Linked DNA regions of Canis lupus: region 1 is linked to region 2. Evidence: chromatin contacts called from public Hi-C data. All regions are on one chromosome and are shown on one strand. Each heading gives the region's core, a stretch centred on a gene start, on an enhancer-like site or on the middle of the called end of the contact. The rest is flanking DNA. Distances are from core to core; before and after follow the strand shown.

Evidence for each region. A called contact is a pair of places that touch in the nucleus more often than the background predicts.
Region 1: a contact with region 2 is called in a Hi-C map of blood, with 3 times the contacts expected there. The contact joins the promoter of COQ2 here to the enhancer-like site in region 2. A contact is called at or near these places in 2 of 9 Hi-C or Micro-C datasets (amygdala and blood).

Annotation. Positions count from the first base shown.
Region 1 is chr32:32,836,092-32,839,727 of UU_Cfam_GSD_1.0, forward strand. It overlaps COQ2 (4-hydroxybenzoate polyprenyltransferase, mitochondrial), which reads left to right and starts at 2,020. Exons shown (of 7, transcript XM_038582256.1): 1 at 2,020-2,284. The coding sequence starts at 2,038.
Region 2 is chr32:32,570,013-32,573,218 of UU_Cfam_GSD_1.0, forward strand. No RefSeq gene overlaps it. Among named protein-coding and RNA genes, the nearest start is that of GPAT3, 73 kb to the right of the region's middle. Within about 2 kb of position 1,674, at least 1 of the 20 cell types and tissues checked has an H3K27ac peak or open chromatin away from gene starts, as enhancers often do. A contact at or near this core is called in blood, where this site is marked.

The sequences.
Region 1 (3,636 bases), core at 770-3,269, 270 kb after region 2:
CCAATCCAGCTCTAGGGCTCTTTCTCCAACAAACACAGAAACTGCTTTGATGACAAGTCTAATGATTACTCTAAAGTAATGAGCCCGCTGAGGAAGCTAGAAGCCTAACTCCAGACCAGGGCATTGGTGATCATTTCAGGACCATCTTGGGAAGAGCACTTTTGCATCGAGTTGCAGGGGAACAGTGGTCCACTTTGGACGTTTCCATTTTCTCTGAACCTCCCCTGAGTTCCTTTCATCAGAGGCAGGACAATGTATACCACTCTCACTCCAAGGAGACTTCTGGAAAGTCCTCAAGGATGGTGGCTGGTTGCCAGAGGAACTAACCCATGTATTATTAGAAGATTGGAACCTTCAGCCCAACACCCAACACCCAGGGAAGGGAAAGGGACTAGAGATTGAGTTCAATCACCAACGGCCAAGGATTTCATCAATCATGCCTATGTAATGAAGTGTCCACAAAAACCCCAAACCACAAGGTTCAGAGAGCTTTAGGGTTGGTGAACACACGGAGGTGTGGAGAGAGTAGGTCATGGAAGCTCTGTGTTCTTTCCCACACCCTTTTTTTTTTTTTAATTTTTATTTATTTATGATAGTCACAGAGAGAGAGAGAGAGAGAGAGAGAGAGAGAGAGAGGCAGAGACACAGGCAGAGGGAGAAGCAGGCTCCATGCACCGGGAGCCCGACGTGGGATTCGATCCAGGGTCTCCAGGATCGCGCCCTGGGCCAAAGGCAGGCGCCAAACCGCTGCGCCACCCAGGGATCCCTCCCACACCCTTTACCCTATGCATCTCTTCTATCTGGTTGTTCCCGGGTTACACCCTTTTATAATAAAGCAGTAATATAGTAAGTAATACGTTTTCCTAAGTTCCATGAACCATCTAGCAAGTTAATCAAATGCAAGAAGGGGTCTCCAAAACTTCCAATCAATAGCCAATAGGTCAGAAGCACAGATAATGACCTGGACCTTGCAATTAGCATCTTAAGTGGGGGCAAGGGGCAGTCTTGCGAGCCCAAGCCCTTAACCTGTGGGATCTAATGGCATCTCCAGGTACTTAGTACCAGCACTGAGTTAAATTATAGAATACCACGTGTTATCACAGAATTGCTTGGTATGAAAAAAAAAAAAAAAAAAGAATTGCTTGGTATGTGGAAAACCCACACATCTGGCGTCAGAGTGAAGTAGTGTCGTGGTGGAGTACCGAGAGAAGAGGTAACACATACAGGAGGAAGTGTGTTTTCTCCTTCGGTAAAATTTCCTGAGGCCTTGATCCCTCTGCCTACAACCAGTGAACTAGTGGTGAGCTATTTTTGCAGAATTATCAAAGACTGCCCCCTCCTCACCACCCCTGGAGACTCAAGGTATGGCAGAATCACTGTTGTGGTTTTAGGGAAAGGAGTTTAAAGACTAACCCAATTCTCTAGAGCAGTACAATGCAGAGGACTGGCTTACCCATGGTGACTAAGGAAGCGGTAAATAGGATAATCCGTGCATAGTGCCTGTGACAGTGCCTGGCAGACAGCCCCATCCAGGAACTGGCTAGAATCCAGAGCCCCACCAGGTGTTCCAGCTGCAGGCTCTCGCATCTCACAAGCTCACTGCTTCTTGCTTACACAAGCTCCTCTGACTTGACCGTCAAATTTAAGGTTTTCACTTGTGTGATGCATGTCCCTTGACTCTGAGCACGGGTTTCATTTACATCCTTGCAGTGGCTCTTGGTGCCCGTTTTACCTGTCCCCGAATCAGTATTCTGGTAGCTTCGTCGAGGTCTGCTTATTTTCCTGGTACAACACTATCTTTGCTCATTTGTTGAGAAAGCCGATCACGGGAATTCCTCATCACGCTAAGCATCCCCGGGACCCCCGCCCCCAAGGTTAAAGCGACCGCGGCCACCCCGCGCCCCGGCCGGTTCCTACAAAGGCTCGGGCCACTCGGCCGCACAGACGAGGCGCGGTGACGTCACTGCGCAGACCCGCCGCGACCCGTCGCCGGGGAATGACCTCAGGCCGGGGCGGGGCCACGCCCTCCCGGGCGCCATGCTGGCCGCTCGCTGCGCGGCCCTCGCGGGGGGGCTGCGGGTCCTGGCGCGGCCGTGGCTGCGGGGGTTCGGCGCCCTGGCCCAGGCGCGCGCGGCTGGCTCGCTCGGCGTTGGGCACCCGCGGCCTTCGGTCGGGCCGGAACCGCGCAGGCGTCGGCTCGGCCTATCGGCCGCTGCGGTGGTGAACTCGGCGCCCCGCCCCCTGCAGCCCTACCTGCGCCTCATGCGGTTGGACAAGCCGATCGGTGAGTGCGGGGCGGACGGGCCGAAGCGCGGCGCCGCGGGCCCGGGGCGGGGGCGGGGGCGGGGGGGGCGGCCTGCGGGCGTTGTGGAAACCGAGGCGCCCGGTACTCCCGGGACCCCCGGACCGTTGGGCTCCGAAGCGGCGCTCCTGTTCGCACGTCCCCCTGCGTCCTCAGTGCTCCGGGCGGGCGAGAAGTTGGCTCCTTCCACGGCCCTTGTTGAAACAGGCCTTGAGCGGAAACTCCGCGCCCCTTTATTTGCACAGATTTACAGTATTGAAGCACTTCCACGTTCATTGTTGTCTGCTCCCTGCCGTAATTTCGTGAGGCTCCCAAGGCAGAGAACAGACACCGTGATGATGCCGAGGAACCTAGTTTTGATGCTGCTTTGCCCGACCCCAACCGTGACGCCAAGGTGTAATTCCACTGAACGCAGCAGCTAGCGCTCGCCCGCTGCCTGTCAGCTCACAGTCGTCCCCGAAGACTTCCGTGACCTTCCTATTTAAATAATACCTACCACCTCACCCTCTGTACCTCTACCTTCCAGTTTTCGTCGTAGCACTCCCCACTGATCAACCTTGCACACTGAGGGCTTGATGGACCGCTCCAACACAATCCAAGCGCCCCACACCTGGGGCATTTCTAGCTAGTGCCTCGTATAGAGCCTGCCAGTAGTATCCGACGAATTCCTGCCATACTGCCTAGTCTCGGGGACAGAAAGGCCTATGGAAACGCCCTGCTTTCTAGTTGAAAAAGACAAATATGATTGGGTGAGCTGGGAAAGTAGGAGGTCAAATGTTAGTGGTACAGATGGCAAGTGGTACACTCAAGAGTGGTTACTGTGGACCGACATTGCTAGAAAGTGTCAGGAGCAAATTGAATCTCAAAGGACAGGTAGATTTTGCAGAAGGGAGAAGAAATCTTGGTGGGTGGGAGAGATGTTTTTGCAGACTCAAAGGTTGAGAGTTGAAACATCAAGGATATGAGTTGATCTGGGTGTAGAAAATACTGAGAGGCAAGGCTGGATAAGAGCTGGATGGAAAAAGGAGGGACAGTGGGAATGGAGGGGCCGAGACTGAACTGCAGGTAATCTAGGTGATGGCATTTGCCATGGTAGTGCGTGGAAATGCATCCAGGTGCCTAGATATATTCACTCCACGTCTGCCCAGCCAAGACCTCAAATTAGATCTTGCTTATGGTATTCTAGGTCTATGCACTACTTATTTGGGATCAGAGCACTGTTAGTGTTAGTGTTAGAACAATTAGCTATTGGGACACATGGTGGCTCAGTGGTTTGGTGCCAGCCTTTGGCCCAGGGCGTGATCCTGGAGTCCCACGTCCGGCTCCCTGCATGG
Region 2 (3,206 bases), core at 424-2,923:
TCCCTTTTGAATGGTAGGAGGTTATTTCATCTTCCAAGAAAGAACTCTCATCGAGTCTAGAAAGATAACACATTTGTCATAACTATAAATTTATTTGAAAGAACAACTGGGCTTTACACAGGCCATCTGGAGAAGACAAATGTTTCGTGTAAGCATGTGGGAAATTTCACTGACAACATATGTAGCTAAATGAGCTGTCTTCACCGTTGCCAAAAGATGAAAATTCCATTACACACAAGGAAGGTATTTCAACCATCACCTCAAAATAAATACACATTAATATTTTAATTTAACTAAAACATACGTAAGGTATAGCTATGTTTCTTTTCAAGGTACTGACACCCAAATATGCAACCTCTGCAGAGGGGATTGCATTGGATTCAACCCCACAGGGACAGCCTTGAAATCACTGCACTTACTCTGCTCATGTTTAAAGAAATATGTCTTCCTGCAACCTCCCCGGATTTGCACACCTTCCAAACCTCTGAACACTTGATGTGAAGTTACAGAAGACTTTTAGACAGAAGATTGAAAGTTCTAGTCCTCACCCTCCACCCCATCACTAATTCACAGAGTGACCTCAAACAGGTCTTATTGCCACATTTTCATTTTATCCCCTCTAAAATAAATAAGGAACTAATTCCCTCCTTATTTACATATTAGGGCTTTTGTAAAGATACTATGAACACCTTGTGTTAACATAATATTTTACAGTTTAGGGGGCCAGGGTGGCTCAGTTAAGCATCTGCCTTTGGCTCAGGTCATGATCCTGGGGTCCTGGGATCGAGTCCCACATCAGGTCCCCTGCTCAGGGGGGAGTCTGCTTCTCCCTCTACATCTCTCCCCTGCTCCTGCTCTCTCTCTCTCTCTCTCTCAAACACACACACATCCTCTCTCTCTCTCAAATAAATAAATAAAATCTTTTAAAAATATATTTTACAATTTAGTAAGTGTTTCAAATAGATTATTTCATTCAGTCACAACTGTATCTCCATTTTACAGAGAAGAACATTGAAACTGTACTTGGGGGAAAGTAGTGCTACAATAAATAAATTGGGAAAAGTCAGTGGCTTAACACAGTAAGGTTTATTTTGCATTCACATAACAAGGTGATGCAGGTATTCCTGGCCACTGAGTAACTTTCTTGCCTGAGGTGCTTGAAGAGCCCAGGCTCCTTCTGACTGTGGCTTCACCAAGCCCTAGGGCCTCACAGTTGTTTGCCTCCAGCTGGCAGGCAAAGAAAGAGTGGAGAAAGCACATCCACTTCTAACAACCTCAGCCTGGCAGTGATCAATGACTTCCATTTGCATTGTATTGGTGAGAACCAGTTTTTGGTTCTACCTATATGCAAGGGGGCCTGAGAAATGTAGTCCCTACTGACCAGCCACTTCTCAGTGACAGTGTTATTCTGTGGAAGAGAAAGTATAACTTAACAATGAACAGTTAATCATCTCTGCCATGACTGAGTGGTTACATAATCACCTGAAGGCTGCACAACTAGTAGATAAGTATATTAGCTATCTATTTCTGCATGACACACTACCATAAACTCAGCAGTTTAAAGCAACACAGTTTGTTTTCTGACAGTTACTATGAGTCAGGAGTCTGGACGTGGGTTAGCTGGCCTCGCAAGCTACTACAGTCTTACCAGGCTGTGCAGTCAAGGTATGAGCCTAGGCTGAGGTCTCATCTGGAGGCTTAACTAGAGAAGGATCCTCTTTCCCACTCACATGGTTCTTGGCAGCATGTGGTCCCTTGTAGCTATAGGATTCATGACAACTTCCTACTTCAAGGTCAGCAGTAAAGAGAGAAAGACTCCAGAGTGAGTAAGCCAGCAAGACCAAGTGATATATAATGTAATGGGATGTAACATCTCATCATCTTTGTTACATTCTACTCGTTAGAAGGAAGTCACAAGTCCACGTACACCCAAAAGGAGGAAATTACAAAAACAGGAACACCAGGAAAAGAATCGTGGGTCCACCCTAAAGTCTGTCCATCACAAAAAGAAACTTAAACCCAGATTTTCTGATTACATATCCAATGTTCTTTCCATTTAATCATTTGTTCAACTTTTGATTCCATAGTTTTATCTGTAAAATGGGGATAATATTTGCCTATAACATACCCAGTTGTTATAATGAACACAAAATAGTGGATATGAATGCACTTTATAAGCTGTAAAGTACAATGTGAATTTAATAGGCATTTATGTTATGTTTCTCTTGCCTGTGATGTTTCTTGCCTGTCTAAATCCTATTCTTCCCTCAAGGACCACCTCGATATAACCTCCTCCATGAAGTATGTGTATCAGTTGGGATTAGTTTCAGCTTCATGTACTAAGAGAACAAAATAATGACTCAAATAACATTGGAGGTAGAGCTGATGAGATAGATCCACAAAGTCACTGGGACCTAGACTCCTTTCAGATCTCTGATCTGCCTGCCTGGAGTATGGTCATTGTCCTCAAGGTCCAAAATGGCTACCGGAGCTTCACTCATTGCACCCCAAACCAACCAGCTAGAAAGAAAAAATATTTTGTACAGATACCTCCCAGAAGTACTTGGATTCATGTTCTTCTGACAAGAAACTAGTCCCATAACTATGCATGGTTGCAACAGAGCGTAGAGAACACAGTTTTCCACTGGATATGCTGATATCTTAAATAAAAGTGGGGTTCATGACTAAGAATAAGGAAGAGAATGAATTTGGAGATAATAAATAGTCTCTGCCACAGGGTGTTTTGGAAACATCAAGTATGCACACATGCCTAGAGGAAAGGGAATAATAAGAGTTTTAGCAACTTGGAATTAGATTGTGGAGAGCCTAGAATTTCAGGCTTAAGATTTGGACTTCATTTGGTATCTAAAAAGGAACTATGGCATGATGAAAGGGAGCTTGGAGGAAGCTCAATGTGAGGGTGGCTTCAGACTTGGAGAAGTTTAGTTCTAAAACTTCTGTAATCTAGCAAGAGATTGGAAAGGTCTGAATGCTGCTTGAATGATGATGACAAAGAAGAATTAAGAGAGATATTTTAAAGGAACAATTTAATTATGTGTAAAAATCCCAACACTGGGGAATATCCAGAGAACCACAATCCCCCTCACCCTTATTTGAAATCAGAATTCTTAAAACACCAACCACTGGGCAGCTACAGATCTGCCCACACAGCAGGGACCACATGCAGTCCCTCTATGAGGGATACC